Regions from separate parts of the Triticum aestivum genome. Here region 1 is linked to region 2. The links are chromatin contacts, called in public Hi-C maps. All regions are on one chromosome and are shown on one strand. The core of a region is the stretch at or near the end of the contact, and the rest is flanking DNA. Distances in the headings are between cores, read along the strand shown.

Region 1 (6,032 bases), core at 2,373-4,872, 280 kb after region 2:
ACATTGACATCAGACATGTTGTCTCGCTCATACGCACGTACTCATCCACCAGATCGCCTGAAATTCCATAGGCAAGCATGCAGACGGCCGCGATGCATTTCTGCTAAGAGGAGAACCCAAGCTTGCCAAGGACATCCGTCTTGCACTTGAAGTATGGGTCATGAGCAACCACTCCCTCTCGGATACGATTGAACACATGCCTTCCCATTCAAAAACGGTGTCGGAATTTATCCGACTTGAAGAGTTGTTTGTTGGAAAAGTAATCGGCATAGAGCAGGGCGTGGCCTCTCTCCCTGTTGCTGTTCAGGTTGGGAGCACGGCCAGAGACTGACCCCCTGTACCGAGGAAGCTGCCGTTGAATGTGGTCGTGAACGACCAGTGCAGCCACCACAAGATCTTCATCATTCGAACGACGGATCGTCCGATGAACAAAGGAAGTGGTGGAAGAAGAACTCGTCTCCACTGTCCATACCTTTGTGGGCAAAATGTCGAACACCTTGCGGGCGTGGTGGTGAAGAGGCCGTGATGATCACCTCGACGCAGCAGGGGTGGTTGCCGGCCGGCTACTGGCCGCTCTAGAGCCGTCCGAAGCTGTCGTGGCGGTCGTGTCTCCTCTGCCACCGGCAAAGACGGCGACGGCCAAACCTCCTCCGATCAACGGCCAAAACTACGGCGAAAACGGCGAAAGCGCGGGCGTGATGGCGGCCACGTGGTTTGGTATGGACGGCCGGCGGCTGTGCGGTGAGGAGGCGGCCAGAGAATAGCGGCGGCGCCGGCGGCGGGGCGGGGCGGCAGAGAGAGGGTCGAAGCGGTGGGAGGGAGGGACTGCTAGTGTCCCCGACAGGCGGGCCACGGGAGGACAAGGGCGTGCGTCGCGGCCGTCCGCGCGCGTCCGTTTCACCCCAAACCGAGTGCAACTTTGGACCGGGGACGAGTCAAAAATGGACGGATTCCGGACATTTGTCCGTTTGAGGCCGCGCTATTCGTCCGTTTTATCCCAAACGGACGCATCCGGACAAGATGGGGTCGCGCGGTGGAGGCCAACTCCACCGCGCGACCCCAAATGGACGTCCGTTTTGTCCGGATTCTGTCCGTTTGGGTAGCGATTTGGGGTCGTGTCCGGACCTGTCCAGGGATGCGGTGGACGTGCGCCCAGCGCGCGGCCGCATCCATTTGCCCCATCCTGTCTGTCAGGGCCAAAAATGCCCAAATTGCATCAAAACTAGTTTCCAACCCAAATATTTGTGTGAAAATTAAAATAGTTTTGCAACTCAACTGAAATTGTCTTTGATAAAATAGTTTTACAACCAAATCGAAATTGTCCCGACTGAACCTAAATTGGACCAATACATCTATTGGTTGCCAATGTGATCCCAGACGTGCTCAACCAAGTCATTTTGAAGATTCAAATGAATGTGCCAATCACGCATCTCACGGTGGAATTGGACAAACTATTCAAATGAGGCCGGGTCTTGGTGCAGGGGCTCAATATTTTCACCTTGATAATCAAATCCTTGGTCGAAGATATTCTCATCACGCTCGTCCTCGACGATCATGTTGTGCATAATCACACAAGCAGTCATCACCTCCCAAAGCTTCCTTTCATCCCATGACAATGCAGGGTTTCGAACGATACCCCACCGGGATTGAAGCACACCAAAAGCACGTTCCACATCCTTTCTAACACTCTCTTGCATTTGGGCAAATCTCTTTCTCTTCTCACCTTGGGGTTTCGAGATTGACTTCATAAAAGTTGACCATTGAGGATATATACCATTTGCTAGATAGTATCCCTTGTTGTACTGGTGGCCGTTGATCTCAAAGTTGACAGGTGGGGAGTGGCCTTCTGCAAGCCTTGCGAAGACTGGAGAGCGTTGCAGCACGTTGATATCATTGTGAGAACCTGCCATGCCGAAAAAAGAATGCCATATCCAAAGATCTTGCGATGCCACCACTTCTAATATGACAGTGCACCCGTTAACATGCCCCTTGTACTGGCCCTGCCAAGCAAATGGACAGTTCTTTCACTCCCAATGCATACAATCTATGCTGCCAAGCATGCCTGGAAAGCCTCTAGCTGCGTTGATCGCCAACAATCTCTCTGTATCAGCGGCAGTTGGCTGTCTCAAGTACTCTGGGCCAAACACCTCGATCACGGCCTGACAAAACTTGTACATTGACATCAGACATGTTGTCTCACTCATACGCACATACTCGTCCACCAGATCGCCTGGAATACCATATGCAAGCATGCAGATGGCCGCGGTGCATTTCTGATAAGAGGAGAACCCAAGCTTGCCAAGGGCATCCGTCTTGCACTCGAAGTATGGGTCATGAGCAACCACTCCCTCTCGGATACGATTGAACACATGCCTTGCCATACGAAAACGGCGACGAAATTTATCCTGCTTGAAGAGCGGGGTGTTGGCAAAGTAATCGGCATAAAGCAGGGCGTGGCCTCTCTCCCTGTTGCGGTTCAGGTTGGGAGCACGGCCAGGGAGTGAGCCCCTGTACCGAGGAAGCAGTCGTTGAATATGGTCGTGAACGACCAGTGCAGCCACCACAAGATCTTCATCATCCGACGATGAATCGTCCGACGAACAAAGGAAGTGATGAAAGAAAAACTTGTCTCCACTGTCCATACCTTTGATGGCAAAAAGTCGAACACCTTCCGGTCGTGGTGGTGAAGAGGCCGCGATGATCACTCGACGCAGCAGGGATGGTTGTCGGCCGGCTACTGGCCGCTCTGGAGATCTCGTCGGAATCCGCCTTGAAGAGCGGTCGCCGGCGGTCGTGTCCCCTCCGCCACCGGCAAGGACGGCGACGGCCAAACCTCCCCCGATAGACGACCAAAACTACGGCGAAAGCGCGGGCGTGGTGGCGGCCATGTCGAGACGTAGTTTGGTATGGACGGCGCGGGGCTGCACGGTGAGGAGGCGGCCGGAGAATAGAGGCGGCGCCGGCGGCGGGCGGGGCGGGGAGAGAGGGTGAAGCGTTGGGAGCGGACGGACTGCTAGTGTCCCCCGACAGGCGGGCCACGGGGGGACAAGGGCGTGCGTCGCGGCCGTCCGCGCGCGTCCGTTTCACCCCAAACCGAGCGCAAGTTTGGGCCGGGGATGGGTCGAAAACGGACGGAATCCGGACATTTGTCCGTTTGAGACCGCGCACTGGGCCGCCTCTTTTGTCCTTTTTACCCCAAACGGACGGTCCGGACAGGATAGGGTCGCGCGGTGGAGTTGGCCTTAGTAATTCCGTAGCGGACGCACGAGAACCCTGCTTATCCCGTACCACGGTAATAACTTCCACGGCCTCACGTAAGGTGCACCGCCGCTAGTGACAAAAGGAACAAACAACGTCCGAGTACGATCACTCGATCACACACACAGTCACGGTCACAGTCACCGTCACGCGACGCGCCGCTCGACCAGGACCGGGACCAAACCGGGCGGGCGGGCTGACCGAAACCCTCGCCGTCACGCCGCGTCCCCCGAAATTTCAAACGCGGGCCAGCCACGCGGCCCCCGCGACGCCATAACGTGCACTGACGCCGCGGGCCCCGCGGCCAGTCAGTCACCCCATCGCAAAATCTCCGCCACCGTCCGTCCCCGCACCGCCCGCACGCACGGGCCAGTACGCGTCTCCAGCTCACTGCCTCCGCCACCCGCACCACCCCTCGCCTAAAACCCTCGCCCCTCCCCTCCCCCCAGCGCCGCCGCTCGCCGGCGGTGAGGCCCGGGCCCCCGCCATGGCCTCCTCGTCCGGCGCGCTGCCGCCGCCCCGCCGCTCGCGCCCCGGCCCCTGGCCCCCGGCGCCGCCGCCGCAGCCGCAGCCGCAGCCCCTCTCCTGGGCCAAGCGCACCGGCTTCCAGCCCCGCGTCTCCGGCGAGTCCAGCGCCACCGCCTCTGCTCCCAACTCCGGGCAGGCTCCGCTCCCCCGCCCGCCCGGCGCCCCCGCCGATCTGGAGTCCGGCCCACCGGCCCGGCCCAACCCCGCCCTGCCGCCCCCTCCCGCCGCCGCGGCGACCAATGCCAAGCAGCAGCAGCCGCAGCCGCCGCCACAGCAGCGACAGCAGCAACAACCGCCCGCAGCGCCTCCCGCGAGGACGCGCAGGAGGGATTCGGAGGGAGGAAGGCCAAATGGGCAACCGGCCGCGGCGCCGCTGCCGCAGCTGCAGGAGGAAGAGGATGTGCCGGAGCGGCCGGCGCACGTGAAGTACGAGCTCCGTGACTCTCCTGGAATATGTAAGTACCCTAAGGAGGAAAGCCGAAACACCCACAGTTCCAATGAGAGTTATAATAAGGCTTGCTAATGTGTGCATTTTTAAGCTGTGCTGCAGTTCCAGTAATGATATACGGATTCCAGCATTACATCTCCATGCTCGGGTCGATCATCCTGGTCCCGCTCGTGATGGTTCCTGCAATGGGTGGCTCGGCCGTGAGTTCATCATTGAATTTTTACCATCTCATTTTCATATAGCATGGCTGTTCAGTCGGTGTGTTGCTTAATAGGTGCTGTTTGGATGCATATCTTTTAGGATGACACGGCAGCGGTGGTGTCGACGGTGTTGCTAGTCTCAGGATTAACCACATTGTTGCACACATTGTTCGGAACGAGGCTGCCACTTGTGCAGGGGCCATCCTTTGTGTACCTTGCCCCCGCGCTTGCAATTATCAACTCCCCTGAATTCTTTGGGCTCAATGACAATGTATGCATTTTTTTTCCTGTTTGTGTTATAGTGACACAACACAGCCTCTATAACATGCTCGTGGCACATGTTGTAATGCAGGGCCTGTGAAATAAGTTATCTGAGATTAACTCAAATTATATCATTGCAGAACTTTAAACACATTATGAAGCACCTGCAGGGAGCTATCATAATAGGAGGTGTATTCCAAGTGCTGCTGGGATATACAGGCCTCATGTCACTATTTCTAAGGTTCTGTTCCCTTGCTTCTAATAAGATACATGTCATTTTCATCTTAGCTGTCTGCTGCTGCTCTGACATGTCCATATGCTAATAGGATTTTGCCATGGACCTGATTGACCTAGGCAGTGAATAAATCGAGATTTGAACGATGCATGCTCATAGGTAGCGAAATTTACTCTGGTAGTTTTGTGTTACCGCAAAGTAACTTATATTTCGAATATGAGACACAACTTTCACTTAGCTCTACTGTGTAAAGATTAATTATTAGCATTGCATGATATCAACATAAGTAAACATCTTAATGATCATTTCCCGCTTTTGAGTGCTATTGTTATGGATTTGTGTCCGTAAGTTAACTTTGTTTACAACTACTGAAGCGTGGGTATAGAATCAGCCTTTCCTTATCAACTTAGGCTTTTGGGCTAACTGGTTGGTGCCTGCAAGTATGCAACTCAATATGGTATCAGATCCAAGTTGTCATAACTTCAAGAGCTGTCTTTCAAAAATTTAAGAAAATATCTGTAACCCAATATAGTCCACGGCATAGGCCTGAGGGGGAGCCTAGATATATCCCAGTATCCTAAACATCTTTCTGTGCTGAATTCATTGGCTCGTGCAATAGATTGGCTTGGCATTGTGACCATCGACCAAGCTAAGTTTGTTCTTCTGTTCTACAATTCAATCTCTGTTTATTTCAGGTTGATAAATCCAATTGTCGTCTCACCAACGGTCGCAGCTGTTGGACTTTCGTTTTTCAGTTATGGGTTCACTAAATTAGGGTCATGTATAGAGATGGGCCTCTTGCAATTAATGATGGTCATTATCTTTGCACTAGTGAGTACACTTGAAATCTTGTTAAATGCTGTAATGTCTTCTTCACTACAAATAGTTCTATGCTGATATTTTTATATTTCCCTTGGTGCAGTACCTTCGAAAAATAAAGTTATTTGGCTACCGGGTTTTTTTAATTTATGCGGTAAGATGGGCTAAAAGTATTGACCTGTTGTCTTCATTTATGCTGCATTACGGTTACTGCGACTGCATGAGATACTAACCTTTGAACTACTGATGTGCTGCCCCTTTAGGTTCCTCTTGGTCTAGGAAT
Region 2 (5,614 bases), core at 785-3,284:
GATTAGAGCTATGACATACTAAAATTACGAAAGGAGGTCCAGAGCACGTAATCGCATGATGTACGTGTTAACTCGATCTGTTAGTGTACTGACCTAGTATGTCGGCGGCCATGTCCCTGAAGCGGAGCTGGCGGCGGCCCTGCTGCGCGTGGTGCTCGAGCACGCGGGAGAGGAGGTTGTAGGAGTAGAAGGTGACGGCGGCGCCGACGACGAGGCACACCATCCCCGCCGACCACCCCAGCGCCGCGAACGCGAACGGCAGGCTCAGCAGCGGCGGCGCCACGATCGACGTCGTCAGGTGGTACCCGCAGTGCAGCCATGACCCTGCAGTATATTTGCACACATCGACATGTCAGTTATTACCGCTCCACGAAACACTGTCTGTTCATTGTCGACAAGCGAGGATACTTTTGTTAACATAATGGCCTAATGTCACGTGCGTGCTATCAGAAAATGGGGTCGCCGTGCCCACCCCAAGACGTGGCTGCTCGGTCAAAAGTTGGCGGATATCATAAGCCCCACGAATCCACCGTGCACCACATCGAAGAAATCATGTGCCGATGATAAAACTTGTTTATCTTCCTTGGGTGCACGTCAGCGCACTCAACGCTTCTCCTCAGAATCGGAACTCGTCAGAATCGGAACGCCGAGCGTGTGGTTCAGGGGTCAACAGCTCAACATACAAGACGTGCTGGGAGACTTGGCATTGATACTGACATAAACCTACAGCCGCACTTGTTACTATTCGTCTTCTCTAGCTAGAGTGGATAATCATGTATAGTATGATTATCAGCGTGGAATTTCAAGCCGTAGCGGCCGACCTTTCAGTGGTCTATTTTCTGCAAGACAATGCTAGTTAATGTTGTCCAGCGTGTGCAATATGGATGCGTGATGAATGTATTGTATCCGCGAGATGGTGATTGTGTACCAGTCCGATCCGGCCACGGTGCACACACCACTACTAACACCTCGTTTAGCACAAGCAAATGCTTAATGGAAGTTGGTCTAACTAATAATTACTTAATGGAAGTTGAAAAAACATTACTTGCTGGAGCGTCATAGACGTTAGACCAGTTGACTGGCTGCTAAGCAGACTAATACTAGTATTATGTTGGGGTGATCTGGCTGCACATGTTTACAGACACTAGATAGTAGTAATATTTAGTGCACATGTTTTCTAGTCTAGGAATAAGATGCAGTGCACATTTTGCGGGAATGCACATGGAGGAGTATGGCCATCTATGGATGGCCAGGAATCCCTGCGTGCCGCGAGTACTATTGTGTTTTGTCTCTTCTTTCTTTGCTGCTAAAGAACGTTTGGGCACGCAGAGTGGAGAGGGGAGAGAAAGTAAAAAAGGTGACATTTGCAGGGGGAAAAGGCAGGCATGTTGAAAGCACAACTCCCATAAAAGTAGACAGTGAAAAAAGGATGAAAGAAGAAGAGACTCTCTTGAAAGGATAGATATGGGCAAGGGGCCAATTCAACACATGCATCCACTAGCTAGCAAGAACTTTTGATCAGGACATCACCACAGATGGAGCTTCAATGGCATGGCCAAAGCCACCTTGGTGCTATGTACAGTTAGTAATCAGGGCTACTGTTTTAGCTGGGACAGCCAATCAACAGTTTCATGCAACATGATCCTGAATTCCTGACGCTCCCTCCACGAACACATGCAGGTCATGTGCTCCCCTGACGTGCCACAGAAGAGAAAGTGATTGCAGATGAAAGAGGCACCTTTGGACTGGAGGACGAAGAGCGCGCCGGCGTCGAGCTTCTGGCCGACGGTGTCGCCGCCGGCCTCCATCTTCTTCGCCTCCTCCTCCTCCCTGCTCGGAGCCCCCATGCCGTCTAGCTAGCTCGCTAGCTCCTGACAGGCGGGGAGAAGACTGGCCCGGAAAGAGAGGTGGCTGGCCAAGCTACCAGTGCCAGGCTCACACGTCGTGAAAATAATCTCTCACCGGTCGAGAAGGTTCTCTCTTCTCTCCCCCTCTCTTCCCTTTGCTCGATCGATATGTGCACGCAGCGGAGAGCTGAGCTACTTCCCTATATAGGCGCCGCGGTGCCGTGCCGAAAAGCCGACTAATGTGAGCGCACGCCAAGAGCGCGCGCGCGTATCACTCCTGAATCCTGATTCTCTTTTGGCCGCTCCACCGGCAAATTAACTGAACCTACAGCGAAATACTCCCTCCCGTCTCATAATCTAAGAACGTTTTAAATTAAGAGAGTAATTAACACGTTGAGGCATGTGATTTTTTTTCTTGAAAAAAAACAAAGGCATGTGATTATACTGAACTAGTAAATATGCACGTGCAACGCACGTCTATTTGGACTAATAAGTGTGCACGTGCAACACGCGTCTATTTAGATTAACACATTATACTATACTTAATACAAGACAATTTATTCATAAATTTGAAATTTCCCTATAAAGTACACAATCTCTTATTCCCAACTCATACAAATAATTTGAAATTTCGTTTCTCCTTAATCAACATGTCTCCTGTATTAAAAGACCACCCATTTTTCCCAATGTCTAAAACTCAAAATTATTTAGAAGATTCATCATGATTCTCCATATGCACACATTTATGCAAGTATAATCACACATGAAAAAGTCACTTAGGACAAGCTAAGGAACCGTTTCAGTGCTAACAAACTCCAGTTAAGAATTATTATTACAATTGAGTGTCAACCACACAATAGCGGGAAGAGACCTTTATGATTTGTTGAAAAGAGGAAGCCATTGTCACATAGAGAAGTGTAGAGATGTCTTGACTGCATAGAATCAACTGTGAAACAAGACAAAAAAAATGCTAGTTGGACCATCCGATTCTACTATTACACCACAAGTGTTGTAATGTCTGGAAGCAAGAAAAGTGGCTTACTTTATTATGAAAATAGAACATGTAAACCAAATAAAAATTACATTGATAAATTGCGTAATTATACTTGTTAATCACGGGACAAAAGCATTAATATGACAACTTGGAACAGTTACTTGAGTACTACACATTTCTTTAAGGGCTCAACATTCTAAAATTTTGACAATATAACAACTATCCTCTCAGTTTGTAGTAATAATGATACGTAGGCTACCACTTGTAAGAATAACAGTGGCAAAAAAGGGCCAACAAATGCCGGTTTAGAAAGAAAAAACTGCAGATATGCTTCCAATTTTAGCAACTCTAGTGGATAAAACATACCTTACCTCCCAAGTCGGGAAAACAGTCAAATGAAAAAAATGTACTTCTTATAAGTAGTAGAGATGAAGTCATAAGGATCATGGTTCAAGATATTCGGAGAAACATGGTTGGTCTCTCTGTATGATGCGAAGTCGTTGCAGTCAGTAGAAGAGTGACCTGCCCTCCAGGCAGAAGACGAAGGCGGCGACGGCATGTGTGCGTGTTCGGAGGAAGTCGCAGCTCCTCTTCGCATGTCTCCCATTGTGGCTCGCGTGGGTGGTCGGCTGGTGACAACAGGCGACTCGCGATCGCGATTCCCTCATAGGAGACGATAGGATGCACTCGCGATTAGTTTCCTAATAATTAGATGCGTTCGTGATTAGTTATGTAATAGGATGCGTCCGTGATTAGTTTCCTAATAATTAGATGTGTTCATGATTAACTTCCTAATAGGATGCGCTCGTGATTATTTTCCTAATAATAGAATGCACCCGTGATTAGTTTCCTAATAATAGGATGCGTTTGTGATTAGTTTCCTAATAATTAGATGCGTCCGTGATTAGTTTCTTAATAGGATGTGTCCGTGATTATAGTTTCCTAATTGACCAGGCGTGGACTTCATATTTTCCTTCACGGTGGAGTACGGTCAGTCCATGTAAATTGCTAAGTGCACACAGAGAACAGATTAGGTTAAGGCTAGCCGTTAGATTGAGTTTAGTGGGATAATCATGCGGTGGTAATGTATCCGTGTACGTTTTGTGGGGTGCACTTAAAGAAAATTATGTTTGCTCTTTTATAAGTAATATAGATATAGATATTACACCCAGGTTTCGTTGTCTCGACGGATGGAACGACCGGGGCGTACCGATGGAGCGCATCTAGCTGATGGGACAGTGGAGGGGCGTTCATGGTTAAGTCCGTTGCTGCGTAGATGCGTGTGGCAACTTGGCCACCGATTGATGAACAGAACGGAGGTGTAGGTGTAGGGGTGGGAGTTTTCGTTGCCGGCCACGGCGCACGGCTTGGCCGCTAGCTGGGTTTGTTGGCAGTGCGTATCAACGTGATGTTGGGGGCACGACGGTGACGTGCCGGAGGAGGAGGAGGATCTCGATATGCTCCAGTGGGTAAGTACGCTGTCATGGCAACTGCAACAGTCCGATCCACAGCCACAGGTGGCGCCTTCTGACATAAATAAACCGGTGGTCTTCGAATCTTTGGGTCGATGCAATCAGTTAAATTGCCAGGTTATCAGCCTCCTCTGGCCTATCAACTTGATTGTTCTTTAGGCCGGGGTTATCGATCAACTTCAGAGCTAATGTTTTTTTTTTTAAAAACTCCAGAGCTAATAATTTTCTTTTTGAAGCAAGCACGCATGCAGTCGCAGCTGAGATACTCCTACTGACAAGCTCTCTCGGTCTCAGGCTCGCTCAACGACTCAATAACTCATGGACTGAAATCCATAAGATTCACAAAATCACAACCACTTGCTGTTTTTCTGCGGAAGAGAATATTTATAATCAAAAAAATCTCGTGGGAGACCTTGTGTGGTGGCATGATGAACTTCAACGCGATTACGTTGCAGGTGTTGACTTCACAAGCTCGAATGCGCTCGCTCATCTTCAACGGTTGGTTAACTGATGTGATGTTCTTTGACTGCTTCGCACAACTAGCCAGGTGCACGTGCTGCGTATAATACTCCCTCCCTCCCAAAATAAGTGTTTTGAGCTTAGTACAAATTTATATTAGAGGTTGTACAAAGTTGAGACATTTATTTTGAAACGGAGGGAATAATAAGCAAACACTTCGCATACACCGGAGGAGTAAAACTTTTCCCTCCATTGAAGACTTGCAGCCTGAATTTTTCTTCTTTGACAATGTACTGGATTCTTGGTGCCTGCGGGTGCACGCCGCTCTCCTCTCCGTTATAACTAAGCATTCTGTCATCCCCGTCTGAATAAAATAAAATAAAGTGTCCTGTCAGTGTGTATTTATCGATCAGTTGATGCGACGCCGCAACAGAAAATGACAAGAATATTAGACATTACAAGCATTTACTAGTAACAACATTTCAGCTAACCAGGGTTCAAACCTCAAAGTGATATTGAAACCTCCACGTTGATCCGCCATCTTGACAAGTCGACGGGGTAGGCGACGTGCTCTTCTCGGCATGGGCGTGTTTTTTTCTACCCAAAAAGAGGGGGCAGGGGAGGAGGTTATCTAAAGCTGGCGACCCGGACGCACAAAAGGGTTCAGAAAAGATTGGATTTGCCGTGGAAAGGGCCTCCACTGACGACCGATCACCGCGAGTGGGTTATGGTAAAACAGTGCCAAAGTCGGGAGCAGGCAGACAGGTTAATTGCCGCGTCAACCTGTGATCATGCCGGAGAACCGTTCGACGGAGACGCCTGATGAGTAAGAACGGAGAGGG

Evidence for each region. Hi-C and Micro-C count contacts between places; a contact is called where the count stands out from the background.
Region 1: a contact with region 2 is called in a Hi-C map of leaf, with 4 times the contacts expected there. The contact joins the promoter of LOC123071476 here to the promoter of LOC123071474 in region 2. A contact is called at or near these places in 2 of 5 Hi-C or Micro-C datasets (leaf and root).

Annotation. Positions count from the first base shown.
Region 1 is chr3B:652,097,896-652,103,927 of IWGSC CS RefSeq v2.1, forward strand. LOC123071476 (nucleobase-ascorbate transporter 12) reads left to right here and starts at 3,623. Exons shown (of 10, transcript XM_044495049.1): 1 at 3,623-4,241; 2 at 4,337-4,434; 3 at 4,535-4,705; 4 at 4,836-4,936; 5 at 5,626-5,761; 6 at 5,853-5,903; 7 at 6,013-6,032. The coding sequence starts at 3,746.
Region 2 is chr3B:651,814,956-651,820,569 of IWGSC CS RefSeq v2.1, forward strand. LOC123071474 (GABA transporter 1) reads right to left here and starts at 2,035. Exons shown (of 4, transcript XM_044495046.1): 1 at 1,739-2,035; 2 at 94-324. The coding sequence starts at 1,847.